Linked DNA regions of Mus musculus: regions 2, 3, 4 and 5 are each linked to region 1. A link is a contact called in public HiChIP or PLAC-seq and promoter capture Hi-C data. All regions are on one chromosome and are shown on one strand. The core of a region is the stretch at or near the end of the contact, and the rest is flanking DNA. Distances in the headings are between cores, read along the strand shown. Region 1 holds the start of Zfp248 (zinc finger protein 248). Region 2 holds the start of Zfp239 (zinc finger protein 239). Region 3 holds the start of Fxyd4 (FXYD domain-containing ion transport regulator 4). Region 4 holds the start of Cacna1c (calcium channel, voltage-dependent, L type, alpha 1C subunit). Region 5 holds the start of Dcp1b (decapping mRNA 1B).

Region 1 (3,730 bases), core at 141-2,640:
ATGGGCTTGTCCGGACTGATGATCAAGGAAAATGAGGGAGTGCGGAGACAGCGGTGGGAATCAGGAGGTTTTGTTAAATCTAACACCATTAATCCCTTGAAGTCAGGTAAGTCAAGGAAATGAACGGGGCTTTTAAGGCAAGATAAAAATTTCAAAATGTATTTGCTTACATTCCAAGTTGCTTGCTTACAATTCTCAAAACGATCGCTTGATAAGAAACTTGCACCTCAAAGAGACAAAATATACAGCCATCTGCAGGCCCCGGTTGTGTCACTAAAAACCTGCAAGATGTTGAGATTCTCAGGACCCACCTACACTACTGTCCGATGGAAACATATGGCCATAATAGCAAGCGTGTCCCTACATGCCACCTTCACATGAGTCAAGAGTCTAAGGGACCGCCTCTCCACAGTTAACCAGGTAGGAGGGATGCATAAGATGTGGAGGTAGGGGCAGTGATAGCAATTCCGGACCTGTGAGCCTTTCACTCCCAATCGTTTTCCAAGAACTAGCATTCCATGTGCAGCCTGTATGCACCCATCTCTCTCAACTCCAGCTCACCTCTCTCCTTAAACTTGTCCCAGACTTTCGGCGAGCACACAGTCTTCCATGGTTTCAGGACACTGTCATTTTCACAAAACACATGAGCGAGAACCAAATTCAGAACTGGGATCCCGGGTGTGTGAGGGGGCAGGAGGTTTGGTGGCTAGCTAACCACTTTCCTCTTCCACTCCAAACACTGCGCCCTAGGGACCAGTCCAAAGGCCCCCTGCGAGGGTGGGCTCCCTAGTAGTAGCTTAAAAATAAAAAAAAAAAAGAAAAAGAAAAAAGAAAAGAAAAGAAAATTGCAGCAAGTATTCGTAATAGTCACACTGTGCACAAAAGGAAACCGAGTCTCGGGTAGGTTATTCTGTCCCAGTAATTCATTCACTCGGGACCTGGCTTACCCGCTCGCCCCCCACATCCCAGCATCTAGCCCCAGCAGCCAGAGAACGGATGCGTCACCGCGTCACGCTCGCGCCATGCGTGAGTCAACTCCTCAGGGTTCCGCCCAACCACCCCGCATCTTCCCCGCCTAGTGGGCAAAATGCGCAGGCGTAGCACGAGCTAGAGGCCCTAGATTAGCTCTGCAGAAGTGCGGGACTATCCGGATCCCGCAAGCCCGAGCCATGGAGTCCCAGCGCACCCCGGCGTTTCCCCATACAGCCCTCCACCCCGCTGGTCCCTGGTTGCTGCCAACAGCGACCAGGATGGCCCGAGCTCCCAGAACCCTCCGCCCTTGATGCTGTCTAAGGCTCACCCGCCGCTCCTGCAGTGCACCGTGCCGAAGGCCAGGAGTTGTTTCCCAGGAGGTACGCGAGGCCACGGATGGACCAGGAGCAGGACTGCAGTTTGCGCATGCGCAGAGGAAGGGGCGGTGCGCCCAACGGTGCTCGTAGTGGGGTCTCCACGTCCAGTGTTGGAAGAAGGACTGTTGCCTGGAAAACGGAGTCAGCTCCTGTCTCACTCTGTATTGTAAAATGATGCTGTTGAAGGCGTCTAGAAACCAGGGTTACTTTATGTAAGAAGTAAAGGTGTTTGCAGTGTAAACACGACCTTGTCAGACTCATTTCCCAGGATGGGACTTTCTGGTACACCGCGACAGTTTTCTGTATCTTTATTCTATCTAGCGCCAGCCTTCTGTCACTACCCTGGGGACTGGGGATCAAATTAATATATTTTCTACACTCAAAAAGAAGGAAAGATGTGTTAAAAATTATGTTGGAATGTCAACTGGTGTTGGAATAGTTCAGGACTTGGTCACTTTGCTGAGATTTCATAGGCGTGGCTTCCCTGTCCTAGCTACAAGACACAATCTCACATCAGACTTCCCTATCCTCTGGCTCTTAAAATCTCTACCAGGTCTTCTGCAGCATTGCTCGAGCCTTAGGTGGAGGAGTGTTATATCAGTTGGGCTGAGAACTCTTCCCTCAGTTGCTCACTGTATTTTGACAAGGTGTGTCCTTCGGTAATGGTCTCTAACTGCTGTAAAAAGAATGTCTTTGTTAAGGGATGAGAGCTACGCTTACCTGTGGGTATAATGATACGTATAGGGAATGTAGTTATGAATTGTGCTACTTTGGGACAGTGGCAGTGGTAGGGTTTCCTATAAGATTCATGATCTCACTAGCCTCGTGCTATAGGCCTCGCTTCTCTCCTGGCATCCCAAGATGAAGAATTGCAGACAATCAGCAACTACACACACACACACACACACACACACACACACACAGAGAGAGAGAGAGAGAGAGAGAGAGAGAGAGAGAGAGAGAGAGAGAGAGAGAATTAGTCTTCCCCAGGGGTGAGCCCCATGAGTTGTTGTCCAATACCAAGTGGTCAGTCAGTCCCCAAAGGCATACACCTGCAGGCAACACTGAGGGATGCAGAAGTTTCTATTTGTGTGTGTGTGTGTGTGTGTGTGTGTGTGTGTGTGTGTGTGTGTGTAAAAAGAGTGGTTAAAGAAAAAAGGCTGTGGAGAAAGGGGAGTTAGATATAGGGTAGAGGTAGAAGGGAGGACAGGGAAGGGGAAAATTATGTAATATTTTAACTAACTAATTAGTTTGTGAATGTGAAACAAATTTATATAAAATCCTGGAAAGTAGTCTAAACTAAAAGATCATCATCATGAATATTCTCTGGATAAAAGAGAGAGAAGCCACAACCCTAGTGCTGAATAGCATTAAAAGGATAGCTGCTTCTGCTGGGCCAGGCTGACCATCCCCAGAAAGATGTTGGTCTCTCGCTACATAGACAGTTCAAGGCCCACATGGGCTGCATGAACCTCAAATCTTAGGGGGAAAACAGATCAACATAGTGTTCACACATATTTAACTCAAGTGAGCAGATGATGTCTCTGAGGAACACTTATTATGAAAAGAAGTAAACTATAGGATTTATTCAACTCTCCCTTCTCCAGTGATTTTTCTATTTTTGCTCCAGGAACAAATCCAAAAATACCAGAAGTCCCTGAAGGCACCAAGCCTTCTTAGTCTCTCCCAGTTCATAATGGCTTCTCCATCCTGTCCTCCATTGCTTCAGGATACTTGAGATGAAGCATCTCATTGCTCTTGTTGGTTCATCCAGCGTTACCTACATTAGTATGAACTTGTGTATTTAGTTTGTTCTCGATGACTGTCATTCTGTCTACTTTGCTCCCTCCCCATCCTCCCTATAGGCTGATTTATTCTCTGTACTATATAGTTTTACCTTCCCCAGAATTCCAAATAAATACAAGTAGGTTTTAACGTGGCTTCTGAATTTGACTTCTTTTATGTACACCAAAATCATTTCAGAGCCATTCATGTTATTATTCAATGTTTTAGGTCAGGGCCTGTCCTCTGACACTTTTTATTTCATGATATGATCTAACAATAGTATGTTATTCTGAGCCTCAGCATTCAAACATTGGATATTGGGAGCTGTTAGATCTTTTAACATATCCTTGTTACTTTTGAAAAGCATTTCCTAACTTTCTGATATCACAAGATGGTACAGATTCAACCTGGATTTTCATTACATAGCCCTAGAACCAGCCATTTCTCAAGAACTTAGAGACTTTGATATCTTAGCTTTTTAACTGCACTCAGTGCTCTGGGGCATAAGGATATTTAAATTTCTAAACAGATAGAGGTACAAAATGGGTGCTTACATATCCAACTTAGAAATATCTGTGTAGTTACATAAAATATTG
Region 2 (3,677 bases), core at 575-3,074, 590 kb before region 1:
CTCTTTCTAATTAAGGTTTTCTTTACCACATAACAAAATCCACCTCTGATGACACACGTGTAGCCATATGAAGTTTTATTGTTGGGAAAGTTTTTATCATAATTGTTTTTTAAATGATTTAGCAAGTAAAGCATTGGTTTCCCTGGGGATAAGGTCATGTTAGTGGCCCCATCTCTAGGGATGATTTCTTACCCATTATTCTTGCCTAAGCTACCAGGAACATGTAAATAAGAAAAGGAATAAGAAGCCAGGCATGGTGGCACACACCTTTAATCCCAGCACTTGGGAGGCAGAAGCAGGTGGATTTCTGAGTTCCAGGCCAGCCTGGTCTACAGAGTGAGTTCCAGGACAGCCAGGGCTACACAGAGAGACCCTGTCTCAAAAAACCAAAATTAATAAATAAATAATAGAAAACATGCACCTTGGATTCCTAGAAAGTGGAAAGTGATACCATACATATTGGGTTTAAATGTTATAATCTATTTTTATCTGAATGCACAACACCTAATTTAAGCATTCCAAATAGCCTTGACTTTAAAACGATCGGCCTTTCCTAGCCCCATTCTGTTACTAGTTTCTGCTATGAAATACCTAAGACCCTCTGGGCAGAACAAAGTTCAGTACTCTGGTAACTGTTAACAGTGTGTCCAGGGACCTGGAGAGATGGCTTAGTAGTTAAGAGCACTGACTGCTCTTCCAAAGGTTTAATTCCCAGCAACCACATGGTGACTCACAACCATCCATAATGAGATCTGAATCCCTCTTCTAGAGTGTCTGAAGATAGCTACAGTGTAATCCTATAATAAATAATTAAATCTTTATAAAACAAAACAAAACAGTGTGTCCAACCTTCTGTGACACACCACTGTCCTTTACAAAGGCCACATTCAGAAGAACAATCGGGCTGTTCTGGTTAGGGTGCCTGTCAGCCAATCCTGCCAGACTGCGATCAATCCCCAGGATCCACGGAGAAGAAGGAAGGAGGTGACTCCTGCAAGTTGTCCTCGGATGGCCACACCCACGGGGGAAGGGCTTACACACACAGAGGGAAATATATGAACAAAAGATATTTGTAAAAAGAAGTCTCAAGTCTGAGGTTTAAGAGTTTTGTGATGGGCTTTCACAACGTTCCTGGGGACCATGTGGGCTACAGATTGGATGTTAATGTCACAGGTTTACCTAGAGATCCTTTTGGGAGACGACTGCACACTCAGAAAACACTCTGAAATCCTGTTGGTAAGTGAAACTTAGCGACATTTAATACTATTGATTCCTTAGAATTTCGTTGACATTTTCTTTCAGATTTAATGGCATCAATTTCTGGAGGGGTGGCTATTTTATGATTAAAATTATTTTTTGGGTTTGGAAGTTCACTGATCTATTAAGTCAACCTTATGATCCAGTTTTTAGTTCTTTATATCCAAATACATTATTGTTGATTCTTAAAAATATTCTGTTTTTAAGTTTGTGTGTGTGTAGGTTTGTACACATGAACACATTGTACATGAACACAGGCGCCTGAGTCCAGAAGAGGGTGTAGGGATCACTGGAGTTAGAATTACAGGCGTTGGTGACCTGCGCAATAAATATCTGGAGACTGTACTCCAAAGATAAGAGCATGGAGTAACCAGTGATCGATTCTTTTCTTTCTTTTTTAAATTTCGACACGGGCTTCTCGAACTCACAAACCTCCTTCCTCGGCCCTAGTGATGAGATTACATGCTGTGAATACATATACCACACTATTCACTTAAAGTGGTTATTAACAGCTTCAGAATATTTTTAAGGCTGAAGACAATTTTATAATGATTTTTTACCCTCTAGCATCATCATAACAAGTAAAAGACACCTTGGGGGAGTATTTTAAAACTGTATGTGTCTGCAACGAAAAGAGTGCACAACAACTTGAACTATTCAGGGCCAACCACAACCTCAAACTGGGGGCTCACAAGAGTGAGCCCATCGTCGCCGGAAGTGAGCTCGGAAGTAGCGCTTTCCTGCCCGCAGCCTTCTGGGACTTGTAGTTCGAATCCTCGATGATGCTCGGGAGTCCTGCGTTACCAGGTGTGGGTTCTACCTACAAGAGGTGAGCAGAGCTGGGCTGCCCCAGGGGTGGGCAGCGGTGTCCTGGTCCAAACTAGGGGGCATTACCACTCGGAGCCAGGCTCCGAGGCTGGGAAGGCTCCTTGCGGCTGCGATCCCACGTGCTAGCAGCCACGGTAACCCCCAAACCCCCAGTAACACCCCGTGCACCAGGCCACCCTCACGGAGGGCCAGGCCCCTGCAGCAGAGCAAACCGCAGCTCCGTAGACACCCTCCTCTTGCTTGACCAAGTTCTGACCTGGGTGGGTCCAATGATGATGTTGCTGGACATCAGGAGACCATGAGAGAGGCTCCTAGAAGAGACCCCTAAGAGTACTAAGGTTTCCGCTGCACAGCCCTCCCCTCTGCGACCTAGAAACCAGTCAGATTTCTGAGAGGACGGTCTGGCAAGGGATACTGGGTAGCTGTAATGCACGCAGTGAGAAGATGCACAGAACCTGAGAACACCCACTCCAGAACTTCAGTATTGAAATAGGTTGGTCTGAGGAGATGGGCATGTCAGAACTACCCTAGGCAGAATCTGCCCCTCCCTGAAAATATGACCATGCTTCAGGTGACTTGCAGTTTCTTTCACCAAAAATGCCTCATCTCTGAGCTAGATACAGCTTTTCTTTCTTAGAACAAACTAGGAAATCAGCATTGAGTATTTGCCTAGAGTGAGGTCCTTGTGGTCTTTCTCTTTATTGCCAAGCTTCATTGTGAGATTGGTATTTTATACAAGGGAACGAGAGCATTTGGGACCTTACAATATGTATCTAGCAAACGGTATCAACTGGTTCAGCATTGGGTCTGCTGACCCGGAAGTTCTATGTTAATTCTCACTACACTGCCTTGCCACCTTGTGAAGTACTCAAAACATCCAACCAAGCTCTTCTGAAAGGCTCTATGGAGCATTTTCTCCCTGTAGTCTGGAAGTCGGCTCTCCTATCGTACATTTCACTCGGTGTATGTTCCACGAGTTACTCTTCGTTGTTAAGACCAAAATATCTTGGGTAATGAGTTTGTAAAGAGCAAAGATTTGTCTGCTCAAAGTTCCATCGTTTTAGTCTGTCATTACTTGACTCAGTTTTGGACCTATGAAACAGAGTTTGGTTCACCTCATGTGGGAAAGACCTGGATCCCAATATCACTTTAAGGGTGCATCCCCAGTGACCTACATTCTTCCTACTAGGTCCTACCTCCTAAGGATTTGACCTCCTTACGTGAGATCAAAACTGTAGCTTGTTGGAGATCATTCCAAGTTAGTATATGCCCAGTCTAATGCTAAGTAGGAAAAAAAAAGAATATAAACTGAAGCTTTTCATCAAAGAACTCATGTTCTTGGTGAGCAGATTATATGTAGCCATCATACATATGATGATTAATCTTGACTGATAATTGAACTGAGAGATTCCTAGGAATTAGTGAAGCACACTTCTTCCTGAGTCTCTAAAGGTGTTTCCAGAGAGTATTGGATCACTAGGGCTCTAGCCTCTGGGATGTTTCATTGTGGATTAAAACCTTGAGACTAGGGCTGGTGAGATGGCTCAGTGGGTAGGAGCACCCTACTGCTCTTCCGAAGGTCCAGAGTTCAA
Region 3 (3,933 bases), core at 746-3,245, 520 kb before region 1:
TCACAGCCCTTCATATATCGTGTCTGCTCTTCTCCTGCTCTGAACAGGATAGTTGATTCATTTTTAACCTTGTCTGAGAAGTGTTGGACAGAGCCAGGCTTTTTGCCTCTTAAAGAAAAAGCCTAAGCTGGGCAGTGGTGGCGCATGCCTTTAATCCCAGCACTTGGGAGGCAGAGGCAGGCGAATTTCTGAGTTCAAGGCCAGCCTGGTCTACAGAGTGAGTTCCAGGACAGCCAGGGCTACACAGAGAAACCCTGTCTCGAAAAACCAAAAATAAAAAAAACAATAAAAAAAAAAAAAAAACAAGCCTACTTTGATAGGCACGGTCCATTTTTCACAGTCAACTGACTCAGTAGCCATTAAGCAATTTTTCAGTGTTCTCATTCATCCTGTACTAGTGTTGCGTGCAACTGACAGTTTAAAGATAAACACACTTATTGGGCCGCAGTCCTACTCTGGGGAGAGGCTGTCTGGTCTCCACTACCTTGGTGGGCGGAGTGTATGGAGAACTCACCTGCTAGCAGCAGGAGAAAGGCACAGGTGATTTCCTCCATATCAGGACCCAGGGTGAGACTGCAGGCTGCTGGGTGAGATGCAGAGTAGAAGTGGTGGCTTGGGTCTGTGATCTGTGACCTGCCACAGCTCACCCCATTAGTAAGAGGCAGAACTGGTGTGAAAATTAGACATATGAATCCCACATAGGCAAGCGCTGACCTTAAGGAAACGATCGCTTTCCACTTCCCCATACAGATGGTACTAGTGATTACCCGGGTATGTGGATTGCTTAATTCTAGTTACGTGTTCAGAAACAGAACACCCTGGAGTGACCACGTAGGCTTTGCGATCATCTCTTTCACAGAAGGTAGGAATCCACGAAGATAAAACCAAATGCTCCAAGTGAGGTAGGTGTCTGTTCTACGAAGGAGCTAGGCTTTCCCAACCAGGTGTCCAGGCCCTGCCTCTTCCACTTGAAAAGATCTGGGCCTGGAGTAATCCGGTTGAGTCGTAGATTATCTCAGAATTCAACAACAGGGCTGGAGGGTGCAGTTCCAGCCTCCTCTTCTAGAGCCAGGAACTCTGCTCCAAGCAGCCCCAGATCTACTCAGAGCATAGGTACCTGCTAGAAAGGTCTGCTGGTGTGAGAGACATAGCCCCTTTCTCCTGTGAGTAGGTCCTACCCAGGGCCTCATTTACATTGCTTGTGACACCCCTTGTGCAGCTGAGTTTTAGAGAGAAAAAGCCCCAGCCTTTCTTTCTGTATAATGGTAGCTATAGGCTAGTGCCAAGGGTTCAGTTTTGAAGCCTCGGTTACTGTCTACTATACTTAGCTCTGATCTGCTAATGAGATCACAGATCCAGCACCTACTGGCTGGGCTCAGTCTTCTCACATCCACTTACCAGGTGTGTGACTTAGCAGGTAATATCTCTGTGTTTCAGTGTCCTGAAAATTATAACAACCTTGTAAATTATGCAGATGAAATTAAGGGAGCTATGTATGATATGTAAATCCTAAAATATAGACCTAGCCCTGAAAACCTGCTACAGTATATATAAACCACATGGGCTTTTTGCCTTAAGATGGAAAAATGGATTAAAAATCTCCTGGACATGGGAGTTTATAATCTACCAGTCTCTGAAGCTGGTTTTCTTTTGTCCTTCATCAGTTTCTCCTACCCCTTCACACAAAGCCACAGCTCCTGGATTGTCTCATTTTCATTTTACTTCTGCTTCTGTTAAAGGTTGGCCCTTACTTCCCCTAGTCCTGAACTCGCTGCTACACAGTCTTAAAATCAGAACTCTCAAGGCCGGGAGAGGCCATCTCTGTTCTCACAATCCCCAAATAGTTGTTCACTTCTCAGAGTCTTGGAGGCATCCCCTCCCCCTTCCTCAGATGGTCTTTCTGCCACCCCTTCTAAGGAGCACACTTAAGTCCCAGCAAACATCTACTCACCCGGGAGATGACTCGAGCCAGGGGAGTGGTGCAGAGAGGAAGTCTGAGGAGAGCCTAGGTGGGTTCTGCTCTTTAAACCCAGGGGCTCCGCCCTGGGCCACACACCAGCAGTCTGGAGGGAACTGGTCCTACCTCTTATGCTCCCGTAGGCAGCCCTCCCCACCTGCTCTTAAGGCCATAGCTCACTTACCACACCCAGGGTAGAGCCAGTGCTGGGTCCTGGCTCCTTCAAGCTAAGGAATGAGGGAGAGACGGGAAAACTGAGACTACTGGATTTCAGTCCATGCTCCAGAGGAAAAGGGGGCCTCCTCAGTCTACCTAGGTCTTACGAGAAAGCTCCAGGTTTGGAAGGATGGCTTGGAAGGTAAAAGTACTTGTTACCACAACTGACAAGCTGAATCTGAGCCCAGAAACCACAGGGTAGAACGAAAGCTGACTCAGAAGTTATCTCTGATCTCTCTCTCTCTCTCTCTCACACACACATACACACACACACACACACACACACACACACACACACACACTAAAGGCCGCAGGGGTTCAGCCTCCTGGCTTGTGCTGTGTGGAATACCTTGGAGACAGTGAAGTAGATAATAGAGACTGGCAGTCGCACTGTTTTTATTTGAACTCGGTGTTCAGAGAGACGGGGCTGGGTCTGACAGGGAACCATTGGTTCACTTTACCACCTTCTTGCTAAACCTAGACACCCTGTGACTTGAGGAACCTACTTCAGGTGGAATAGGACACTGTCCCAGTCCAGGTAGACTTTTGCCTGCCTCCCACAGAGGGAGGGACATTGCCAGGGACAGGATAGCCTGCTTTGTCCGATGCTGGCCCAAACCATCCTACCATGGACCTTTGGATGATCCTCGAATCTCTTCTCTTTCCCAAGTGAGGGAGACTTGTCCCTGTCTAGAGGTCACTGAAGAAGAGTTGAGGTTGTCTGTCTTAGATAGGTGGGAAAGGGCTGTGAAAGGATTCAACAGTTACTTTCTTTTTAATTTTGTAATTGTGATGTTCTGCCTGCCTTTGCCTCCTGAGTGCTGGGATTAAAGATGTGTAATCGTACCCAGCCCTCAACCAGTTTTCTTACACTACCCGGGACCACCTGGCCAGGGGTGATGTCACCCCGGGTGAGCTAGACCCTACCGAATTGACTATTAATCAAGAAAATGCCTTGCAGATTTGTCTAGAAGTCAATTTTTTTTTTAAGATAGGGTTTCTCTGTATAGCCCTGGCTGTCCTGGAACTCACTCTATAGATCAGGCTGGCCTTGAACTCAGAAATCTGCCTGCCTCTGCCTCCCAAGTGCTGGGATTAAAGAAGTGCGCCACCACTACCCGGCTTAGAAGTCAATTTTATGGTGGCATTTTCTCCATTTCTCCTCAGATATGGAGTCATTTTCTCAATTAAGATTCCCTTTTCCCAGATTTGTCTAGGTTTATGTCAATTTGACAAAAATCAATCGGCACACTTCTCTTAATTACTATATTTTTCAGTCACATCCATTTCCCCTCAAATTTCACTTTTTCTTAAAGCTGAGTAAAATTCCATTGTGTATGTGTCTCCCGTCTCCACTGTCCACTGATCAGCTGCTGGCCTTCCTGGTGGGTTCTATTTCCTAGCTATTGTGAATACAGCGGCAACCGGGCAACAAACATGTCTGTGCAGGTTTCTCTGTAAATATGGGCTGCTTTGGCAGTATTCTGAGGAACGATAGAACAGAACATATGGTAGGTTTATTTTCAGCTTTTGGAGAAAGCGCCACGGTGACTTTCATAATGGCTGCACTGAATTGCATTCCCCCACCCAGAATGAGTAACGTTTCCCTGTTTCCCACATCCTTGCCAATATTTGCTGTCATTTGTTTTGAAGATCTATTTTTGTGTACAAGTTTGATTGGTCTCCATGTACGTACGTGTGCACATGGGTGCTCATAGCAGTCAGAAGAGAGCATGAGGTCCCTTGGAACTGGAGCTACG
Region 4 (3,832 bases), core at 565-3,064, 650 kb after region 1:
CAGAAAGCCAGCTGCTTCCAGATGAAAGAAGACCAGCTGTAAAGCCAGCTCCCCGGCAGCCTTAATCTGCAAAGGCAATAGCCCTTTCCCCAAATGGTGACAAAAGGGTAAAAGGAAGAAGGGGCTGGGTACCAGTATCAGGCCTGGAGATTACTTCCACAAGGCAAGGCTCTGGAGAGTCACTAAGAAGTACCCTGGCAAGGCAAGGAAAGACACAATGTGGAAGAGCAACGGTAGCTGCTGAAGGCGAAAGAGAAAGGGAACAGTCAAGCAACGGGGCAGAGAGCCCGTAGAAAGGGCATCTTGGGACTGCAAGACACTTCAGCTTGATCACCTTAACCACTAAGCAATGTCAAAAATAATAACTTGTCGATGGGGACTGGGGAGGAGAGGGAGAAAGTTTCCAAGAAGTGGGGAGCTACCCGAAAGCCATTCACCATTAGAGGGGAGCTGATGACACTTGATGCCCAGGATGGAGATGCTTAGAGAACACTAAGTATGGAGCCTCAGAGCTAGTCACACCCTTTCATGATTCCCTGAAAACATGGAAAAGCAAAGCCCACACATCACTGAGGCTTCTAACCGCTTTCCATCCTCAGGTGCGAGTCCACACTGGGGTGCTAACAGTAACACACCCGGCACCCGGCGTGGGCTCGCTCGGGGTCAATGGCAGTGGAGAGGTGGGCGGTGTTGAGAAGCCGAAGAGCCTGAGAGCCTGGAGAGAGGAGGCGCGCTGAGACGCACAGCTGCAGCCCCCGCCCCCACCCCCACCCGCGACCCGGAGCGCACTGCCCGAGGAAGTGGCGTCGGGAAGAGTGGACGTGGGGCAGCCTGGGGGGCCACCGGCGCGGGGCTGGTCTCCGTAGGGGTGCGCGCGAGAGCGCGCGTTCCCTGCCGCGCCCCAGCAAAGCAAGGGACCCCGAAGCAGCGGCTCCTCGGCTCGCCGTGGCCAGACTGGCCGGCCGGCTTTCGAGGCAAAGGCGAGAAATGCAGGCAGCGCCGACACTTGGGGAACTTTCCCCCTCGCTCGGGATTTCATGGGAACCACATGCTCCGAAGAAGCCCGGCCGCGGAGGGGGAGGGGCGGGAATTTTCCGCTCCGGCTCGCACGGCGGCTCGGCCGGCTCCCGCGGGCTCCCGCGCGCGGGGTTGGCGCCCCTCGCGAGGCACGCGGCGAGGGCCGCTCCACCGGGACCCGCCGTGGGCAGCGCGGGCGAGCCCGGCGAGGCGCTGGGGTCCCGCTTACCTTGGTGGTTTTCCTCTGGAACGTACATCCTCGTGTTTTCATTGACCATTGGCCAAAAACTGCTTGGAAAGGAGAAGCCACAAAGAGGAAGAAATGCAGCAACAGCCGCGAGCGGCTCGGGATGGATCCCTCCTCCGAGGCCGGCGGCTCTCGCGCAAATCCAGGAACCCGTGGATCCGCAGTGGTTCTTGCTCCCTTCGGGTGATTACCTGATCCCCATTATTGCACCAAACACCAAAAACTGCTGCTTTCCACTACCGCCTCCTTTCGTGAGATTGTAATGCATCCTCAGTACATCCGGGCCCCTTCCAAGAATTTAGCACCGCACCTCTGGCGGCTACACCATTTGAAAATAAAAATGATAAGAATAATAAATGGAGAGGCAGAGCGAGAAGAGGCGCAAAGGCGAGGCGAGGGAAAGCGGCGGGCCCGCGGCGCCGGGTGGACCCCGAGCCGCCAGGGGGCCCGAGGCGTCTCCGGCCCGCCCAGGGCGATCGCCGCGAGGCCCCGACCCGCGATCTTCGGCGACGGCAGCCGCGAACACCTGAGGGCGAGCCCGCGGGAAGCGTCGCCGCCGCCGCCGCCACTGCCGCCGCCGCTCCGGGCCGCGCCGCGCCGAGCGCCGTTCTGGCAGGGAGCTGTTTCTGCAGAGGCAGCGAGAGGGAGACACCGGGCGCGAGAGCGCGGCGCGGCCTCCCTCCTCCCTCCAGCCCCGCCGCGCCCGCGCCCGCCCCTGCCCGCGCCCGCCCGCCCGCCCGCCCGCCCGGCGCGCCGGAGCAGACGAGCTGAACGCTTCCAGATGTGGCGGCGGCGCGCGGCGGGGACCGGAGCCCGAGTGGAGCGGCGCCGCCACGCGAGAACCCCCTGGCTTCGCGACGGCGGGGAACGAGCCCAGGAGCGGACACACCTCCGAGAGCCCGGCTGCAAGACCTCCACCCTCCCGAGGCCCCGCGGCCACCGCGCGTCCCTGGGGGGGTGGGGGGGGGCGCCACGCTAGCAAGGCCTGGGAGGGGAATCCCGGCAACACGAACTACAATGTGCCCAACTCCCGGCCCCTTTCACATCGACCGGACGAAACAGCAAAATGAGCCGTGATTCTGTTGATCGATTACAATCAGAGCGGTTGTAGAAGTGACACACACAGGCAAGGATGGGCAGATGGGCGGGGAGAGAGAGAGCCCAAGAGGCGGAGCCTTGTGGGCAAGGCAGCAGTGGTGCCCAGATGTCTGAGAACATTAACACAGCCAGGTTTGCTCTCTCCTTGGGGTCAGGCGAGCACGTGTTCTGCCAGTGTCTCCTTACCTACTTCTCTTAATTCTGCCACCCTGGCGGGGAGCTATGAAACACTTCTCCCTGACTCTCGCTGTCACAGTAATATGTATGGCACCTCCTGCACGCACGACCCTCTAGATGGGGCTGGTGAGCCCATTCTAGAAGGGCCTACCACTGGGAAACCAGATCTAAATATCAACCCTTAGAAGACTTCACGCCCTGTCTCCAGGTTCCCTAAAAGACCCTATCATCTACGTGGCTTTAAGCACGGCTAAGTGTCAGCTGCAAATCTCCAGTTTAGACCTTCCTTCTCACCCATAGGCCAGCCAACCTGCCCTCTCCACTTGAGAATCAAACCTTATATGTCCAGGCCTGCTTCTCACACAGCCTTCCCCCAACTCAGCTGAAGAACCCTGGAGACACCTTGACTTGATCTCCTCCACCGCTTCACATCAGTATATCTCGGAATTCACCTCAGACAGAACAAGGCAGTGTAACCTTCCCTGGCTTTCTCTGCTGCCACCTTCCATGGCTGAGCCAAAGTTCTACCTCTGGCGCTCTGCAGTAGCTGGTTCTCTATTTACCCTCCTCTCCTCGGGTTCGTTCGGTTGGAACAATCCACTTCAAAGGGTGCGTCTAACCCAGACCCTCCAGTGGCCTCTGTCATTTTAGTGACAGTGACAGTATCCTACAAGGACTGCAGGAACAGCTAGGGACGACGTCCATCACACACTTTCCAACTGCTGTTCCTCCTCGCTGTTCCTCCAGAAATGATCCCCTCGCCTGCACTCACACCCTGCACACACAAACCTCTTTCCCCTGTTCTTAGTCTTACCCTGAGTAAACACTGCGACCTGCCTACCCCCAGCAAAGACTCCTAGTACTGTTTTCTCACTGCGTTTCTTGGAGCAACATCTGGTAGGTAGTGGGTACCTAATACATTCATGCTGAGTGAGTGAATGAAGGAATGAAGGAATGTCCCCAGAAGTACCATTCGCTGCATCATCTCAAGATGCCTCCCTGGTCACTGCTTGAGACCCAAAACCTTACCAACTCCTCATTTTCCCTAAATTAAACTTAATGGTGATCTAATTGTTTGTTGCTGCTCTAAGGGGTGTGTCTTTGCCATCCTGGTCTGTGATTACTCAACTTGCAACCTCCAGTGTGAGAAAGAAAATTAGAAATTACACAGTCCCATTTGGGGAGCTTGTTGGATTGTATCTCAAGGGCAAGTGTGACTGATTGTATAAGCCAATAATAAAATTGGTCTGCAGTCCCATTGCACCCTGTGGCACAAGAAGAGTGATGGCTCAT
Region 5 (4,114 bases), core at 37-2,536, 720 kb after region 1:
AAAATTTGACAAAGTGCAGTTTCTTGAAGTCCTATCACCCTTTCATACTTTGTGGGACACTGAAATCCACTGATCCACATTCGCCTTGAATGGATCTCCTACCTGTATGTGAGTTTGTGACACCATTTTATTATCTGAAAATCATTGAATGACCGGGCTAAGGGAGCTATATCTTTCAAATGTTGACAGTTCCCATTAGAGTATAATCTTTTAGAAGTGTACTCATTGATAGCACCACAGGTCTCATCTGAAGAGACTTAAGTATTGAGACAGTCAAGCTCATGGCCCATTTTTTTAAAAATTAACCTAAAAAATTATCATTAGCAACAATACCTACCCCTTGATTTCTTGAAAGAAACAGGAAAATCTTAGTTTTGAAAAAGCCTGTCCAGAATCTATCTGAATAGCCATAAGTTTGTTCATCTTTCTTTCATGTTAAACTGATGCTCTGTGGAAGTAAAATTAAACCCCTGGGCTGGGTGGTGGCACACCCCAGTAGTCCTAGCACTTAAGACCCCAAGGCAGGAGGAGCAAAGACTGAAACCTGCCATAGACTCTGTCTCGAGAAACAAGCCCTCCAACCCCAGCAAAACCTACAATAAAACCACAAATTCAGCCCATCTCAAGTGCAGAACATATTTGCCTAGAGGCAAATATGGCGTGCAACAGCTCTGCGTTATCCATTCTTTCTAATTTTTCCCCCACATTAATTTAAAAAATATACCCAAAGATTGTTTTTTTTTTTTTTAATTTAGTACTTTGACCAAGGGACGCCTGGCTTCAGCTGCTCAGACAAGTTTTCCAGAGAATAATGCACAGCGGCAAGAATACACCGGCTAGTGGTGCAGTTTGGGGCCTCCCTTGGTTCTTTACCGGTGCAGTCGTCCTTTTGCACACATCATGCAAGTCTCAGAATTGTCATGGACAATCATAACCTTGCAGGCCTCTGAGGCACTCAGGAAATCCCTCACGGATATTGGGGAGCCCCATTTAAGAATTCTCAGAGTTCTTTTTGGAGTGACTATGTTTGATTGGTCATCGAAGAGCCAAAGAAGAGCTCTGCAAAGGCGTGGGCCGTATTCAAGAAGGAAATGGGCACAGCTCAGAGGCTCCTGAAGAAAGAAATAGATAAAACGGGCTTCCTTGAGCAGGGCTGAGCTTCCTGTTGCCAAGGCGACGATCCTCCGCGAGAGGACCCGGCCATCGATTAGCGAAGCCTAGCCCGGGTCCCCAAATGCCGGAAGGTCGCCCCGCCGCGCTCGCTCGCTCGCTCGGCGGTCGATTGAGGGGGCTTCCTGAAGGCTGGGCAGGAGGGTGGGTGGGAAGATGGCGGCCGCGGCGGCAGGTGGCCTGCCTGGGAAGGGACACGATATCAGCCTGGCAGCCCTGCGGCGCCACGACCCCTACATCAGTCGCATCGTGGACGTGGCCAGCCAGGTGGCTCTGTACACTTTCGGCCATCGGGCCAACGAGTGGGTGCGTGCGGACGCCGCGGCCGTGCGGAAGGCGGGGCGCGGACAGGGCGGGAGATGCTGGGCACGGCTAGGCGGGCGGGGGCCGGTCCTGGTGGAGGGCGACCCGCGGGTCCACCAGCAGGTGGGGGACGAGGGACACAGAAGGTGTGGCCGGCTCCGCTGAGTGCGGGCCACGGGCTTTGAGATCAGAAGACAGAAGCTCTCCGGCAGCGGAGGGCAGCCCGGAAGCCCCAAACTTAGATAAGTCCAGCCTCGCGGAGGAGGAGCAGCCGGAGTGCGAAATGCAGGGCAGGCACCCACCTAAGAGCAAGCGTGGGAGAATAAAGAGGAAATGGACATGGGTGGGACACCCCAGACTTGGATGTAGGAGGCCAGGGTTGGTAACCTAACCATTTCAGTCCATTTCCAACAAGACCGAGTCCCAGCCTACAGTAACTGGATGAAGTTTAGTTTTCCACACAACTAGACTGGAATTGCAACGGGAGACCAATTAGTTCTGGCCTAGGCATTGGTTCTTATCATTTATAAACCATCCCTTTGAATATATAAAAGTGTCATTTCCTCCTCTTTTGTGACTTTTGTCCAAATATTCATCAGTATATAACCAATGCTTTTAATAAGGTTCATTGGGTGTATGGAAAACACCTTGCAAATTTTCAATTTTTTTCCCCCGGTGTGTTCGCCAAGACTGAAACAAACATCAAGATTTATGCAAAGAAAACTTTCATTTTTGAGCAGATTTATGATTAAGTAGGCTGTAATAAGAACGACCCAAAAACCATGCACACAAAAGAATGAAGAAAGTTCTTGGACGTGGAGCTTGGGGCAGGCACCTGCTTCATCCCCAACACCCCTGAAACAGGGCCGGGAATCTTTTCCGATAGTTTTGTCCGAGTTCTTAACTGAAGTGAGGCAAAGAATTCATGTCTGTTCTCCTAAGAGCCAAACCTGAAGGGGAAATCTGCAGAGATCCATTGTTCTGAATATCCCTAGTTTGATTAATTGAGGCTGTCTTTCTTGGACACCAGAGGAAATTACACTATGGGCCTATATAAGTAAAGGGAGTTTCCCCACTGAAATGTTTCTCTATTTATGTGAAGATACTGTACATAAACGTGCTTCACTTCTCTAGGTCAATGTTTCTCAGCCTTCCAAATGCTGGGACTCTTTAATACAGTTCCTCCTGTTGTGGTGACCCCTAACATAAAATTATTTTCGTTGCTACTTCTTAACTGTAATTTTGCTACTCTTCTTATTGTAATGCAATTATGTTTGGAGATAGACGTATGCCAAAGGGGTTGCAACCTATTAGTTGCATGCCCTCTGCCTGGACTGGCCTCTGCCTGCCAATCCACACCTAATATTATGGAGGTAATTCAGTTAGTATACATGGAGTAGGACCCAGTAAGAGTTAGTGGGGTAAGTTGACTCGGCAGGAGGCTCAGGCTAGAAGATCAGAAGCCGTTGAAATGTACAGTGCACCATTCCCACCCCTCGGTAGCAGTTTTCCTAACGCCTCTTCACAGTCCTGTGTGGCAGAAACCGTTTTAAATCCCTACAGAGGTGGACCAAACGCCCAGTGAAGGCCAGTGTCACATTGCATTATTTACAGGAGTTTTGTTTTCCTGCTTCCTCGACTTGTTTTCTTCAGACAGGATATAATTCACTCAGTAAAAGGTCATTTCTTTTCAAAGCCCTGATCTCCTAGGCTGTGGTTGCCTGGCAAAGGAGAGAGACTTAGTTCAACAATAGAGCAGTCTCTGGGGGCAATCAAGTCATCACTGCTGTTTCCCCGTGCTGTATCACTCAGGTCTCCGGATGAAAGCCTTTCCAGTGTAAACCTAATAAGTATAAAAATATCCTTAAAAATGAAAGGGAAGGGATTGGCACGAAGACGGGTGAGGTACAGGCAGGGAGTCCTTATCACATTGGAAGTCGACGTCGGGTGTTGAGAGGAAGAAGGAGGAATGCACAGAGAGTGAGGGTCAAGGGACCGGGGATCAGTGAAGTGGTAGAGCATGTGATTAGCATGTGGAGCCTCATGTGATTAGCATGTGGAGCCTGTGCTCAGTGTGTGCACAGCCCTAGTTTAATCCCCAGAACACACGTATACTCACACAAAGGATTAAGATAGTTCTGCCATGACTAGAATAGGAATTTTAGAACTAAATTTACTCCTCTCTGCCAGGAACGAATCCTTCCCCAAAATACCCAATGTGTCGATGAAGTCTACAGCTGGTCAGACCATTTGTTCTCAGCTGGATTTGATTCCCCGCACCCCCCTCCACACACACACACACCCCGGTGACGATTGGCAATATCAGGAAACTTTGAGGATGAAGGTGTTGGTGGCATCTGCAGAGTAGAAGCAGAGGTGTCGCCAAATGCCGTGCAGTGAGCAGGCATTATATAGTTAGTCTAAAATATGCACAATGCGAAGCTGGAGGCGTGTCTTAGAACCACAAGTGCCCCTTATTTTCAGGTCACAATCCTGAATTTTCTGTGAATCAGTTACAGTATGATGGCTTTGCTGCTGCATACATGACGGAGAGAGACGGCTTCAGAAAGATGAAGTGGGCCCACTTTTGATTATTTTAACTTAGAATATTCAGTAAAGTTGAGATTGATTTCAGTTGTCC

Evidence for each region. Promoter capture Hi-C pulls out the DNA fragments that hold promoters and counts their contacts. HiChIP or PLAC-seq counts read pairs in DNA pulled down with a chosen protein or histone mark.
Region 2: a contact with region 1 is called in an H3K4me3 HiChIP or PLAC-seq map of bone marrow-derived macrophages, with 7 times the contacts expected there. The contact joins the promoter of Zfp239 here to the promoter of Zfp248 in region 1. A contact is called at or near these places in 2 of 115 datasets of contacts at active chromatin or transcription factors (bone marrow-derived macrophages and extraembryonic endoderm stem cells).
Region 3: a promoter capture Hi-C map of embryonic stem cells shows a contact between it and region 1, with 2.0 times the contacts expected there. The contact joins the promoter of Fxyd4 here to the promoter of Zfp248 in region 1. A contact is called at or near these places in 1 of 39 promoter capture datasets (embryonic stem cells), 2 of 115 datasets of contacts at active chromatin or transcription factors (bone marrow-derived macrophages and differentiating embryonic stem cells) and 1 of 9 other capture datasets (pancreatic islet).
Region 4: an H3K4me3 HiChIP or PLAC-seq map of embryonic stem cells shows a contact between it and region 1, with 6 times the contacts expected there. The contact joins the promoter of Cacna1c here to the promoter of Zfp248 in region 1. A contact is called at or near these places in 1 of 39 promoter capture datasets (embryonic stem cells), 1 of 484 Hi-C or Micro-C datasets (embryonic stem cells), 5 of 115 datasets of contacts at active chromatin or transcription factors (the NIH/3T3 cell line, embryonic forebrain, embryonic stem cells and 1 more) and 1 of 9 other capture datasets (embryonic stem cells).
Region 5: a contact with region 1 is called in a FOXA1 HiChIP or PLAC-seq map of pancreatic cancer cells. The contact joins the promoter of Dcp1b here to the promoter of Zfp248 in region 1. A contact is called at or near these places in 3 of 115 datasets of contacts at active chromatin or transcription factors (astrocytes, bone marrow-derived macrophages and pancreatic cancer cells).

What each region holds. Positions count from the first base shown.
Region 1 is chr6:118,454,116-118,457,845 of GRCm38.p6, forward strand. It overlaps Zfp248 (zinc finger protein 248), which reads right to left and starts at 1,391. Exons shown (of 6, transcript NM_028335.2): 1 at 1,301-1,391; 2 at 562-796.
Region 2 is chr6:117,861,057-117,864,733 of GRCm38.p6, forward strand. It overlaps Zfp239 (zinc finger protein 239), which reads left to right and starts at 1,825. Exons shown (of 4, transcript NM_001001792.2): 1 at 1,825-2,086.
Region 3 is chr6:117,935,340-117,939,272 of GRCm38.p6, forward strand. Fxyd4 (FXYD domain-containing ion transport regulator 4) reads right to left here and starts at 1,996. Exons shown (of 9, transcript NM_033648.1): 1 at 1,952-1,996; 2 at 1,399-1,441; 3 at 515-583. The coding sequence starts at 554.
Region 4 is chr6:119,106,681-119,110,512 of GRCm38.p6, forward strand. Cacna1c (calcium channel, voltage-dependent, L type, alpha 1C subunit) reads right to left here and starts at 1,815. Exons shown (of 47, transcript NM_001159534.2): 1 at 1,247-1,815. The coding sequence starts at 1,295.
Region 5 is chr6:119,173,967-119,178,080 of GRCm38.p6, forward strand. Dcp1b (decapping mRNA 1B) reads left to right here and starts at 1,287. Exons shown (of 9, transcript NM_001033379.3): 1 at 1,287-1,476. The coding sequence starts at 1,327. It also overlaps a transcript of Cacna1c not described here.